2 separate regions of the Sus scrofa genome follow, and region 1 is linked to region 2. The links are chromatin contacts, called in public Hi-C maps. All regions are on one chromosome and are shown on one strand. The core of a region is the stretch at or near the end of the contact, and the rest is flanking DNA. Distances in the headings are between cores, read along the strand shown. Region 1 overlaps SH2D2A (SH2 domain-containing protein 2A). Region 2 holds the start of INSRR (insulin receptor-related protein).

Region 1 (6,197 bases), core at 2,616-5,115, 46 kb before region 2:
CCTGCCTTCTCTCTCAGCCCCTCCCTCCCAATACCTCCTTTGGCTCTCCGGCCCCCTCTTTCTGCTTGAAGGCTGCGCTCTGCTCCTTTTTGAGAATTGGACTGTACTGAGGTTGTGAGTCCTGGCTTTTGCTTCCAGAGTCTGATTCTTCAGTCCTTAGGGACAGTCCTACGGGCTCAGGAGTCTGTGGGGAAGAAAGCAGGCCTCAGGGACTTGGTGCAGGCGGGGTGGTGGGCCGGAATGGGCCTGGGATCCAGGAGGGCAGAATATTCTGGTCCACGCGGAGAATGGGGTCGGGGGAGCACAGAAATTTGGCAGACGCTGGGTTCCCGGGTGAGGACGAGGGGATGGAGGTGACAAGGGGACCAGAGGCAGGGCAGTAACTCTGTTCACAGGCCATATCTAGCATTAAACTTAACTTCACCTGGAACGCAGGGCAAGACTAGTTGCTATTTGTGCCTGTGGTTATAAAACTGCAACAAGGCATTAGAGGAGTTCTTGTCCTGGCTCAGTGGTCAACCAATCTGCCTAGGAACCATGAGGTTGCAGGTTCCATCCCTGGACTCACTCAGTGGGTTAAGGATCTGGCGTTGCCGTGAGCTGTGGTGTAGGTTGCAGATGCGGGTCAGATCTGGCGTTGCTGTGGCTGTGGTGTAGGCTGGCAGCAACAGCTCCGATTGGACCCCTAGCCTGGGAACCTCCATATGCTGCAGGAGCGGCCCTAGAAAAGGCAAAAAGACAAAACAAACAAAACAAAACCCAAAAAACCCCCCAAGGCTTTAGAAGTCTGGCCTAAAAATTTCCAGCATGAGGACAAATCCTCAAGACTACTGTGCCTGCGTTTATTTCTGCAGGTGCCGGGGGAGTACTTTATGCTGCTATAAGCTAGATATTTTAGGGACAGAGACATTGCCTCAGGGGACATGAGCCCTACAGGGTTTCTTCCCACGTGAGGTGTTTCTTTCTTTTTCTTTTTCTTTTTTTTTTTTACTTTTTAGGGCCGCACCCATGGCATATGGCGGTTCCCAGGCTAGGAGTCCAATTGGAGCTACAGCTGCCAGCCTACGCCACAGCCACAGCAACATGGGATCCGAGCTGTGTCTGCAACCTACACCACACCTCACGGAAATGCTGGATCCTTAATCCACTGATCAAGGCCAGGGATCAAACTGCAATCTCATGGTCCCTAGTCGGATAGCTTTCTGCTGCACCACAATGGGAACTCCAACATTAGGTGTTCTTTTAGCTCAGCATTTATCCGTGGGTGCACAAATGTGCCACAACCACAGCAACATGGGATCCGATCTGCATCTGCAACCTACACCACAGCTCACAGCCGGATCCCTGACCCACTGAGCGAGGCCAGAAATCAAACCCGCATCCTCATGGATTCTAGTAGAATTCATTTCCTCTGCACCACGAAGGGAACTCCCTGGTTCAGGTCTTAATTTCTCTGCCTGTGTCATCTTGCCCTGCCAACCCATTCTCCACTCTGAGAGCAGACTGAGCCTGCAGAAGTTCCCCTGGCAATCCTTTGGTGGCTGCCCATTGCTCCAGGATGAAGCCCAAACTCCAGACAACTTGAGTGACAAGACCCGCTGAGGCCCAGTCATAGAGCTTGGCCTCAGATAGCTCTGCCTTAAGCCCTCTCAGCTCCAGACTTCCCTACACCCCGTTGCCACTGCTGGGGAATCTTCAGGTCTCTGTCTCCTCCTCAAACAATTCTGCCCAAGAGTCACCCTAGGCATAGTCCCACAGGGCACACTTGGAACTGACTCCAGTCAAGCTCCAGGAAACTCTTCTTGCCCAGGTCACCCGTGACCTTATCTTGGCCAAATCCAACTGTCAATCCTGGACCCACTGGCACCTGCTCTTCCTGGATGTATTTTCTTTGCTTGCTGTCTAGAGCATCACTCTCCTGGTTCTTCTCCTCTCTCTCTGGCTGCTCCTTCTTAATTTTCTTTGTAGGTTCCCCCTCATTTCTGCACACTCTGCTGGAGACGTGGTATTCCTTTCTTTTCCATCTATACTCATTGTTGAGTGAGATTTCATTGCTCCTGAATATTTCATTGCTCCTGGCAGATGAGATTTCATCTACATGCTGATGGCTCCCAAATGTTGAACTCCAATCTAGACTTCTGTCCTAAACTCCAGATCCATGTATTCCAACTGGCTACGTGACATCTGCATTTGGATACTGAACGGACCTCTCCAACTGTGACTATCAAAACTGAATTCCAGATCCTGACTCTCCCAGTGTTGCTCCTCCTACAATCTTCCTCATCTCAGTCAAGGACAACTCCATCTTTTCACATTCCTCATCCAATTCTGCAAAAACCCTTGTCCGCTCCATCTTCCAAACAGACCCAGAGTCTCACCTCCTAACCCCTTCTTCCCCTTTACCAACCTGGTCCAGGCTGCAATCTTTCCTCCTGAAAGCATTGTAATGGCCTCCAACTGCGGCATATGGAAGTTCCCAGGCTAGGGGTTGAATGGGAGCTGCAGCTGCCGGCCTACACCACAGCCACAGCCGCAGCCGCAGCAACTCAGGATCTGAGTCGCGTCTGTGACCTACACCACAGCTCACAGCAATGCCAGATCCTTAACCCACTGAGCCAGGCCAGGGATCGAACCCACATCCTCAGGGATACTAAACCACTGAGCCACAACGAGAACTCCAGGTCATGTCCTTCTTTAGCTTGCATCTGTCTAGTGCCAGCCCATCTCACTCAGAATAAAAACACCTAATCACACAAGAGCCTACAGGGCCCTTCTCCTTCACCCCTCTGATCTCATCTCCTACCTTTCTATCTCACTGCTCTTAGTCTTGTTCACACACTTCAAGGGTCCTCTGACCTCAGGGCCTTTGCACCTGCTGTGGCATCTACCTAGGATGCTTTTCCTCCAGTTGGCTGCATGACTCCCTCCCTCAGGCCTCTGTTCAAATGTCCCCTTACCAGAGTAGACTTTCCTGATGTCCCTATTAAAATAGCCCCAACACTGTCACTCCCAGTTTCTGTAGTCTCTGTTATCTGTATTATGCATTTGCTGTCTGTTTCCTCTCACTAGAATGAAAGCTCTGTGAGATAAGGATATTTTGGTCAGTTTGGTTTACTATTTCCCCAGTGCCCAGACAAATGAATGGCACATAGTTGTCCCTCAGAACTGCTTGAACTTCCGCGGGGAGGGCCTCTCTGATGCGGCTCTCCACTGAGTGAGCTAAAGGGCACCCCATTCTATATTTCCTCTCTCATCACACTCAAACTGTGAAAACGAGAAGCCTTAGAGACAGAAGAAAGGTGAGCCTTGATTCCTATAATTGTTTTTGCTGCTGCTAAGAAAGCTTTGTGGGTTTGACACCCATCTATCTTGTCCATGACTCTACTTTCAGGGCCTGCCAGCACCCGGTGTATGCTGGGTACTCAGTAAATATCTCCTAATTTAAAAACAAAACAAAACAGAAACACAAGGACCCGTCTGCCTAGCTGGCCACTTCCAACCTTCCAGTCTTTGAGTGGTTAGGCTAGTCTGGCAAGGACCCTTCCCCCAGCCCGCATCTTTCTGGAAGGGCATGCCCGGAAGGGCAGGGGAGGCGTGGTTGGGTTATCCGTCCTAATGGGAAAGTGCCTTGTGTCTCGGTCCTGCAACCTGAGCTCTGCGTGCGGAGGGGCGCTGGCCTGGGTCTCTGGGCTCAGGGTCAGGGTCAAGGCCGGGGTGGGGACGGCGTACCTGGCGGGGGAGGGGCTCGGTGAGCTTCTCCCCGTAGGGGCTGAGCGGTCCCGCCGTGTAGTGCAGCAGCAGGTCCTGCAGCCGCGCGTGGGCGCTGTCCTCGCCCAGCACCACGTGGCGCCCGTCCCGGAGCTGGGCCAGCAGGAAGTGGCGGCAGCAAGTCCGGCTCCTGGAGGGCACCAGTCAGAATCAGATCTGCTCCTTCCTCCCGGCCAGGGCATCAGCACGCGGCGTGACCGTTCCCCGCCCGGCGCCAGGCTCTCCCATCCTCAGTAGCCCGGGGGGCTGAGCGTAAAGACCCCGCCCCTGCTGGGCGTGAAGTTCTCTGCCCCTTATTTGTGAGTCAGCACCAAGTCCCACCCTCCGCTTAGCCAGAAGCCCCGCCTCCTTGTCCGCGTGCGCACCTCCCCGCCCCGCACCTGTAAGTCAGCACAAAGGTCACGGCGCTCTCGCTGAAACGCACCAAGTAACATCCCTGAGGCTCTGTTTCCAGCAACCTTTCGGCCTCTCTGTGGGTGACAGAAAAGACATGGAAGGCTGCTCTGATTCTTCCAGCCTCACTCCCTGTCTCCCTGGCTCTCATAGGAGACCCCAACCTGCCGCCAAGTGGCCTTAAGTGGCTAGAGAAGGGTGAAGGTGGAAGAGAGGATGTGGGTACTGCACTCTCGCTGCGGGGTCTGGGTGTGGACAGAGGCCAGAGGTCCCACTCAGGAGACCTCCCAGCCCAGCATCCTCCTTCTGGCCTCATCCTGGAAAAGCAACCAGGGGGTGGAGGGGCCGGGGCGGGGGGTGGGGGTGGAGGGCACAGTGCTGTGGCCACAGCAACAGGGATGGGAGTAGACTTCCAGATTTCAAAATCACCAGTGGCCGGTGCTGGAGGAGGTGAACACAGGGATACAGTAAAGCTGAGAAGTGGAGGAGGAGGGAGGAACTGCAAAGGTGGGAAGATAGAGGAGAGGGCTGGAGAGAGCCAGAGGTAAAGATGCATGGAGGTGTTCCGGACATGGCTCAGTGGTTAACGAATCCGACTAGGAACCGACTCGGTTCGATCCCTGGCCTTGCTCAGTGGGTTAAAGATCCGACGTTGCCTTGAGCTGTGCTGTAGGTCACAGATGCAGCTCGGATCCCGCGTGGCTGTGGCTGTGGCTGTGGCTGTGGCGTGGGTTGGCCGCTACAGCTCTGATTAGACTCCTAGCCTGGGACTCTCCATATGCCGCGGGATCGGTCCTAGAAAAGGCAAAAAGACCAAAAAAAAAAAAAAAAAAATATATATATATATATATATGCATGGAGAGAGAGCCTGAGGCGGAGGTGGAAACTGTGAACATGAGAAGCCTCAGAGACAGGAGGAAGGTTGAGCCTAGAAGGGGCAAACCGAGGCATAGGATGGGGGCTTGCGCTGGAGCCTCTCCAATGATCTCCCGCAGGAGAGCTACCCTAGTAAACAGCCTTTGAACCTCCAGAATTCATAGCCTGGGCTTGTAGCTGCAATCTGCTCCTGATTGACCGCAGGACTCAGGACTGGCCCCCTGCCCTTCTCTGAGCCTGTTTCTTCCTCTGTGACTCACCTCCGGGTGATGAAGCCGTGGAACCAGGCAGGGGCTTCCCCGTGCTGCAGGAGCTCATGGGCCTGGGTCTTCTGGAACCAAGCCAGAGTCTCTGCCTGTAGGGACAAGGCTTCTTCTCTAGGCATCTCTTCAGCCTTCCCAATGTCTTTTGGGCTGCACGTAGCGCCTGGGGCCTGGATAGAGGAGGAGTTCAAGGAAGGGGAAGAAGCCATGAATAGTGGTCCTTCTCCTGACGGGCCAGGTGGCAGCTGGCTCCTGGATGAAGCCAGCTGTCACCTTCTCATACCTAGCCCCTCCTGGATATGTGGAGAAAGTCACCCCTCATCCCAGTGGCCTATTCTAGGGTGTAATTGCCCAGAAAGTTCTAACTTAAATCTCTTCTTCAGCTCCAGCTGTTTTTTTTTTTTTTTTCTTCTTTCTTTTCTTTTTCTTTTTCTTTCTTTACCTTTTTAGGGCCACTCATTAGGCATATGGAAGTTCCTGGGTTCGGTGTTGAATCAAAGCTGCAGTTGCAGGCCGACGTCACAGCCCCAGCAATGCCAGATCTGAGCCACATCTGCAACCTATGCCTCGGCTTTCGGCAAGACCAGATCCTTAACCCACTGAACGTGGCCAGGGATTGAACCCACATCTTCATGGATGCTAGTTGGGTTTTTAACCCACTGAACCACAATGGGGACACCAGCTCCAGCTGTTTTTGTTTCCAGGGAGTTTCCTTCCACTCTGTCTGGGGCCTGTGGGCCTTTTTGGTGCAGTAGCTGTGAGCTATTAAACTGTGCTTAACGGGAGGTGAGGCCTTCCAGATGGACAGAAAGTCCTTCCCTGGCCTAAGGAATGAAGGGAAGGAACTCCAGAGGCCAGAATGAGGGAGGGCTCACCCTCCATTAGGAGGGACCGAGC
Region 2 (6,341 bases), core at 3,664-6,163:
CAGCACAGCCCCCAGGGCCGGCAGCCCCACGTCCCGCAGGTGTGGCATCTCGAAGATGACGAGTGCGTAGCCCAGAAAGAGGCGGGCACCACGGATGACCGCCAGGTTGGGAAAGAGGTCGCGCAGGCTCTCCAGACCATAGACACGGAAAAGCAGCAGGTAGTCAGTGACCTGAGTGAGGCGTGGGAAGCTGAGGCCACGGAAGTCCTCGCCAGTGGCTGTGAACATGAGCAGGATCTGCAGGTGGCCCTCCACCACGCTACAGTTTTCCAGCCGCCGCAGCTCCGCCACCTCTGAGCGAATGTCCAGGCTGGGGCACACTGTGGATGCAAGTGGCAGGCAGCCATCAGTACAACTTGGGCTAAGCACCCCATCTTCCCTGGCAGCTATGGAGGAGGAGACCACACTGGGAAGGACATTGAGAGGAAGCCGGGCTCTGTTGTGGGTGTGGAGTGACCTCCTTCCTGGGCCTCAGAGGCCTTATTGGCAGCTTGGAGGGGCTCCACCAGATGGGTCACCTTGGGCAAAGGTGAGCTTGACTTTCCCTCCCAAACCCACGTCCTCTTCTCAGGTGATTGCAACTTCAGTGTTGCAGTCAGACTCTGAGGCTCAAGCCATCCATGAGTCCGCTCCTTCTCTAACCCCCAGGCCCTATGGCTCTACCCTTAAAATACATCCAGAATCTGGCCCCTTGTCACTGCCTTCACTGCTTTCACCATCATCTTCTCCTGGATTTACAATAAGAGCCTTGCAAATGGTTTCCCCACTTCTGACCTGTCCCCTCTTTAATTTTTTTTTTTTTTTTTTTTTTTGGCCACGCCTGTGGCATGTGGACGTTCCCAGGCCAAAGACTGAACCCACACCACAGCGGCAACCCAAGGCACTCAAGTGACAATGCTGGATCCTTAACATGCTGCGCCACAGAACTCCCCTGTCCCCTCTTCTTTTTTTTTTTCTTTTTGCCTTTTCTAGGGCCACTCTCGCGGCATATGGAGGTTCCCAGGCTAGGGGTCGAATTGGAGCTGTAGCCACTGGCCTACGCCAGAGCCACAACAACGTGGGATCTGAGCCGCATCTGCAACCTACACCACAGCTCATGGCAACGCCGGATCCTTAACCCACTGAGCAAGACCAGGGATGGAACCCGCAACCTCATGGTTCCTAGTTGGATTCGTCAACCACTGTGCCACGACAGGAACTTCTCCCCTGTCCCCTCTTTGTTCTATGCTCCACTCCACAGCTAGAGTGGAAACGTAACGTACACATTGGATCTTGTTCTTCCACTGCTCAAAGCTTCCCAATGGCTTTCATCTCACTCATGAAAAGCCAATGTCCTTCTCCTAGTCTAGAGGGCCTCTGCAACCTCTCTGGCTTCATCCCCTTTCTCTCTTTTTCAGACACACCAACCCCTTTGCTGTTCCTCAAACAAGCCAGCCAAGCTTCTGCCTTGGGGTCTTGGCACCTTCTGTTCCCTCTGGCTAGAACACTCTGCCCTCTTAATGGCTCCCTCACTTCCTTTAGGTCTTTGCTCAGATGGCACCTTCTCCATGAGGGCGTCTCTGTTTAAAATGGCAACACTCCCTACCCTGCCTCCTACTTAATTTTTCTCTAAGTGTTTAACACTGGCTGACATATAATTTACTTATTTGTTTTGTTTACTGTAAGCTCCAGAAGGGCACAGATCTTTGCATAATGCATTGCTGTATCCTTGGTGCCTGGTATAGTGCCTGGCACAAAACTGGTGCTCAATTGATACTTAATGAATGAATGAATGAATTCTGTGACTGGGAAGCAATAGTGTAAGCTTCATATACTCCATTTATCTCCTAGGCCTAAGCAAGCTAGATGCCGGCAATTGTTTACTCTCAAAGGGACATTCCATGGCTCCCTATTGCCAAAAGTTCAAGTTTAAATTCCTCAGCCTGACATTCCAGGGTGTTGTTAAGCAGGACCCCACCAATACCCCCAGGCTCAGAAGAGTTCGTTGGCCTTGTAACACCCTCAGTTTTTCTTCTTCTTCTTCTTTTTTTGCTTTTTAGGGCTGCACCCTTGGCATATGGAGGTTCCCAGGCCAGGGGTCTAATTGGAGATGTAGCTGCCAGCCTCAGCCACAGCAACACAGGATCCAAGCCAAGTCTTCAACCTACACCACAGCTCATGGCAATGCCAGACCCTTAACCCACTGAGGGAGGCCAGGGATCGAACCCAGAACTTCATGGTTACTAGTTGGATTCGTTTCTGCTGCGCCACAACAGGAACTCCCAACACCCTAAGTTCTTATCCTGAAAGCCTCAGGTCAAGCCCTCCCTTCCCTGACCCCCTAACCCTGAGTTAATTACTTTCCCTTTAGGCTCGGGAGCACTTAGTCTAGCACCCACACCAGAACACCTAGGCGTTGCCCTAACATTGCTGTCTAGATCTCTGTCACCCTCTCCAAGGAGGGACTCTCCTGAGGATGGGGCCCTTGTTAGTCAGCATCCCCCATGGTGCCCAGTTCAGGGCAAAAACCACTGGGCACTCAGGGGCTGTGGGTTGAATTGATGGACCATTGCATCCCAAATCCACTCCTCCCTTGGGGACCAGAGTGTCTCTGGCTTCTTCAGATCCCAGGGCCCAAGACCCTCTTCCCTTTCTTTCCCCAGGTACCTGGGCCACCCCCATAATGGGCTGCATACCTGCTTCTTGCACTCACTTTTCCCAGCAATACCTTCCATGGTCCCCGGTGTGGAAGAGTCAAATCTGAATCCCTCAGCTTGCCATTCAAGTCTTGCTAAGCTCTCCAGCCCCTGCTCCCTCCCTACCCAGCCTTTGAGCAACGTGGCACACATCACACACACCTAGGCACATCCTCTGATGGTTAAAAGGGGGTGGGCAGGCTAGGCTGGCTCCCAGGGGCTTAGTTCATACCTTTTCCCTGTTGTCATGAATGGTCCCTGTGCTTGGCTTTGCCCAGTAAGTTGTGTGTGTGTGTGTGTGTGTGTGTATGTGTGTGTGTGCACATGCAGGTACGCATGCACACACACAAAAGAGAGGGAGAATGAGAAAACACTTCTAGTCCCTCCAGGCAAAGGCCAATCAGGCTCTGCAGGCAGATGGGGGGTTCTCTCAGGAGCCCACATACCACTTCCCATCATGCCCCAGCCTCTCTAAGGCTCCCCTGATGGGAGTCATTTGGAAAAACAAATCTCCAACCTTCACAGGTTAACCCCTGCCTGCCTCCCCTTAGGATGCGGCCCTGTGCAGAGCTGCACTGGGAATAGGACATCTGGGTCCCCTGGCCAAACACCCACCTCTGCCCCTCCCTGGACGTGCTCCTGTCCTGACAACCATGCTTCTGGCTGGCATCTGCTGTGCCCTGTCCTGGAGCAGCAGAGGAGGTGGGGAGGGGAGCAGGGGAGGGACTATGCCTCTGTGACTGGCACTCCTCAGGGCACCCCCTCCTCCAATCCATTCACAGAACCCCTCTGTCTCTGCAGGAAGGGGAGACCCTGCCCTGCCCCTGGCAGCCCCCAGTCTGAGGGCATCACAGGGATCCTTCAGGCAGGCACAGAGTGCTGGATGCCTGAGCTCCCTCAGTCTGGAAGGCAATGCCGGGTTTGGGGAAGGGGGCATCTCCTAATCCTTCCCTCTCTGAATCTTCCAGTCTCAATATTTTTTCTTCTTCTCCTGGCCAAGCCCCCAGTACCTCCACGAGGGCCTTGTAGTTTCCATGGCCCCATCTCCCCAAAAGCCCTATACATGGGAAGTATTCAGCCTGGGGACTAATCAAAAGCAGCCCGACACCCCAGTGGGTGGGCCCTCAAAGTGGGGGACAGGGGACAGGGCCCAGAAGCAGGAGCTCAGGAATCCGGTCTACCCTGACTTTTCAGTTCTCTGAGCTTCAGTTTCCTGTCTGCACAATGGGTGCAGTCACTCGATGCTGCCTAGTTCTCAGCTCCCCTTCCCATCCTGGCCCCCTTCCCATTCACTGGCTCTAGAAATGACCTCTAAGTCTGCCCCCACCCCCACCTTGGTCCTCACTCAGGCTTCACTGGGATGACTGTCTCATAAGTGGGAATGGAGGACATCTCTTCATCCCTGTTTCAAGGCCCTTCTCGCTTCCCAGGGAACTGAAAGGCAAAGACCCTCATGTGGGACACAAACTGCTCTTCCTGGTGGGAAGTCCTTCTGAGAGCTAACCCCTGTCTTCACGTCTCAGTAGGTAATTAGAGGTATTCTGGCTGGAAGCTCAGGTGTTTGGCCTCCCAGCGGATGGGGAGGGAGATGGGGCTCCAGGAGGCTGTACTGGGGACTCACCCTCTAGCGTGTCCAGGCCAAATCCCAGGGAGAGGAGGATCGCAAGCAGGCAGGCTACCCATGGCCACAGACTGGGCACTGCCATTGTCCCAGTCCTGCTTTGTGCCCAGTCCTGGCTCTTCTCCATACGGCTCCAGAGAGGAGAAGGGTCTGACAGGCCTTAAGGGACACAAAGCCGCAGGCTTCAGAGGGAAGGGGAAGGGAAGGGACAGAGCGACAAAGAATCCCACGTAGTGATTCACATAGCAGGGGACAGGGGAACAAAAGAGCCAAGAGTCACAGAGACACAGCCAGCGATGAGACAGCAAGACTCAGTGTGAACCAAGAGACAGAGAGACGAGGAAAGAGGTGCAGACAGCAACAGGGAGGGACTCAGAGAGGCATCCGAGGGACAAAGTCACATAAGGTTCAGAGCTAAGGGCGGCGCAGGAGGCCAGTCAACCCGGAAGGCAGAGTAGAAGCCCAGAGAGCAGGGAACAGGCAGCAGGGGGTCCCGGGGCGGACGGGGCTCGCCCGGGAGGGTTTCCCCGGATCCCCACGGGCGCGCTCGGCTCCCCAGCGCCAGCTGGCCGCGCGGCCGCGGTGTCTCCCCGAGCCGCACGCAGAGACCTCGCCCGGTTGCCGCCTCCCCGCCCCACCCCACCCACCCCAAACGGATTGGTTCTCTGGGACCTCTCGGTTCTCTCCGCCCCTCCCGCCAAGCCAAAATATTTAGCCTAACAACTGACGGGGGAGAGACAGGTCTGTTGGGGAAATAAGGCCAAAATACAGAAGGTTGGCAGACCAAGAACCGAGCTCCCCCCAACCCCGATGCGGCTGGCGTGGTTCCCCACCTCCGCCGCCCCTGCACATTTCTCCCAAGTGGGGCTGCGCAGCCCGCCGGCTGGAGCCGCCAGAACCGTCGGGTCCCCCGGGGAGGGGTGGTTCTAGGTTCTGCCACCCAGTGCCTTGACACCTGCGGGGTAACTGCTGTTAGCCGAGACCCGGTGAGCTTGAAACCTGGCAGGAACGAGACCCGTCTCCGGAAGAATCCTGCCATTCGCCTCTCTGAGCAGCTCACAATCTCCCAGGAGGCCGTCACGTTGACTTTGGGGCGCGAGGCTCCTTTCTGGCCAAGTCCCTGGGCTCTAGCCAAAATCCTCGTGGAAAGGAGAGTCACTCCGTGGGGCCCCGCCTCTGTCCGCCTCTTCCTGAATACAGGCTGATCAGTCTGTCTCTGCGGGGAGGGTGGGGGGGACTGGGAGACAGTCTGTGCTGGGGCCCTGGAGAGAACTCTCCCCTCCGATGGCTTCCCTCGCAGGTACCTTGCGGGACTTGTCTGCCCTCCCCTCTTCAAGAGTCCCTGCACCCGGACTCTCTTTTCCCCCCTTTCCTCTGTTTGAGACCCGCGGTGTGGAGGGGATGGGATCTGTCTTCTGGCTGGTGCTAGGGACCCGGGGCTTTCAGGTTGCGCGGCTCCTTGGACCGACGGGTCCCCAGCTCCGCCCGAAGGCGGCTCCCGCGTCCGAGGAGCTAAGAGAAGATCTATTAATTTCTCCGCGCAGAAATCGATGCTCTTGTCAGAGCGGCGATCAATGCCAGCCCAGCCCAGCTTGGCCCTACCCGGCCTGGGGGCCAGTGCTGGTTGGCCCGGGTCAGGGGCTGATGCTGGGTCTTGAGGCGCAGCGCAGTGGGGGCTGCAGACCTCGTCCCCACCCACCCAACCCCAACAGAGCTCACACCTTTGGGCGCGTGCTTTTAGCGCCACCCCGTGGCCTCTCATGGAAATCGGCGTCTCGGCTCCTGGGTCTCCATTCTCTGGTCGTTTGGGGAGACACCTTCCCTTTCCGTCTCTTCAGTATTTTCCTTCCCCAGGTCCTGTTTGGTTTTTTTCGGCATCCCTTCTGATTTCTTTCTAGGCATTAGAGAGTGTTTCACTTAATTTATCCCAAGTGGCAGGCACACTCCCTCAGGCAAGCCTACCGTGCGGGGCGAGATCTGAGGCCGGGGGCTGGCTAGGATGACCTGGACCGCAAGACTTCCCAAGCTCAGTCATCTCCCCTCCC

What was found. Hi-C and Micro-C count contacts between places; a contact is called where the count stands out from the background.
Region 1: a contact with region 2 is called in a Hi-C map of epiblast stem cells, with 3 times the contacts expected there. A contact is called at or near these places in 7 of 47 Hi-C or Micro-C datasets (blood, brain, embryonic fibroblasts and 4 more).

The regions. Positions count from the first base shown.
Region 1 is chr4:93,283,654-93,289,850 of Sscrofa11.1, reverse strand. SH2D2A (SH2 domain-containing protein 2A) reads right to left here. Exons shown (of 8, transcript XM_001929530.6): 3 at 5,298-5,470; 4 at 4,149-4,238; 5 at 3,730-3,898; 6 at 35-184. Among named protein-coding and RNA genes, the nearest start is that of SH2D2A, 4.4 kb to the right of the region's middle.
Region 2 is chr4:93,238,250-93,244,590 of Sscrofa11.1, reverse strand. It overlaps INSRR (insulin receptor-related protein), which reads right to left and starts at 4,913. Exons shown (of 22, transcript XM_001929524.5): 1 at 4,297-4,913; 2 at 1-320. The coding sequence starts at 4,423.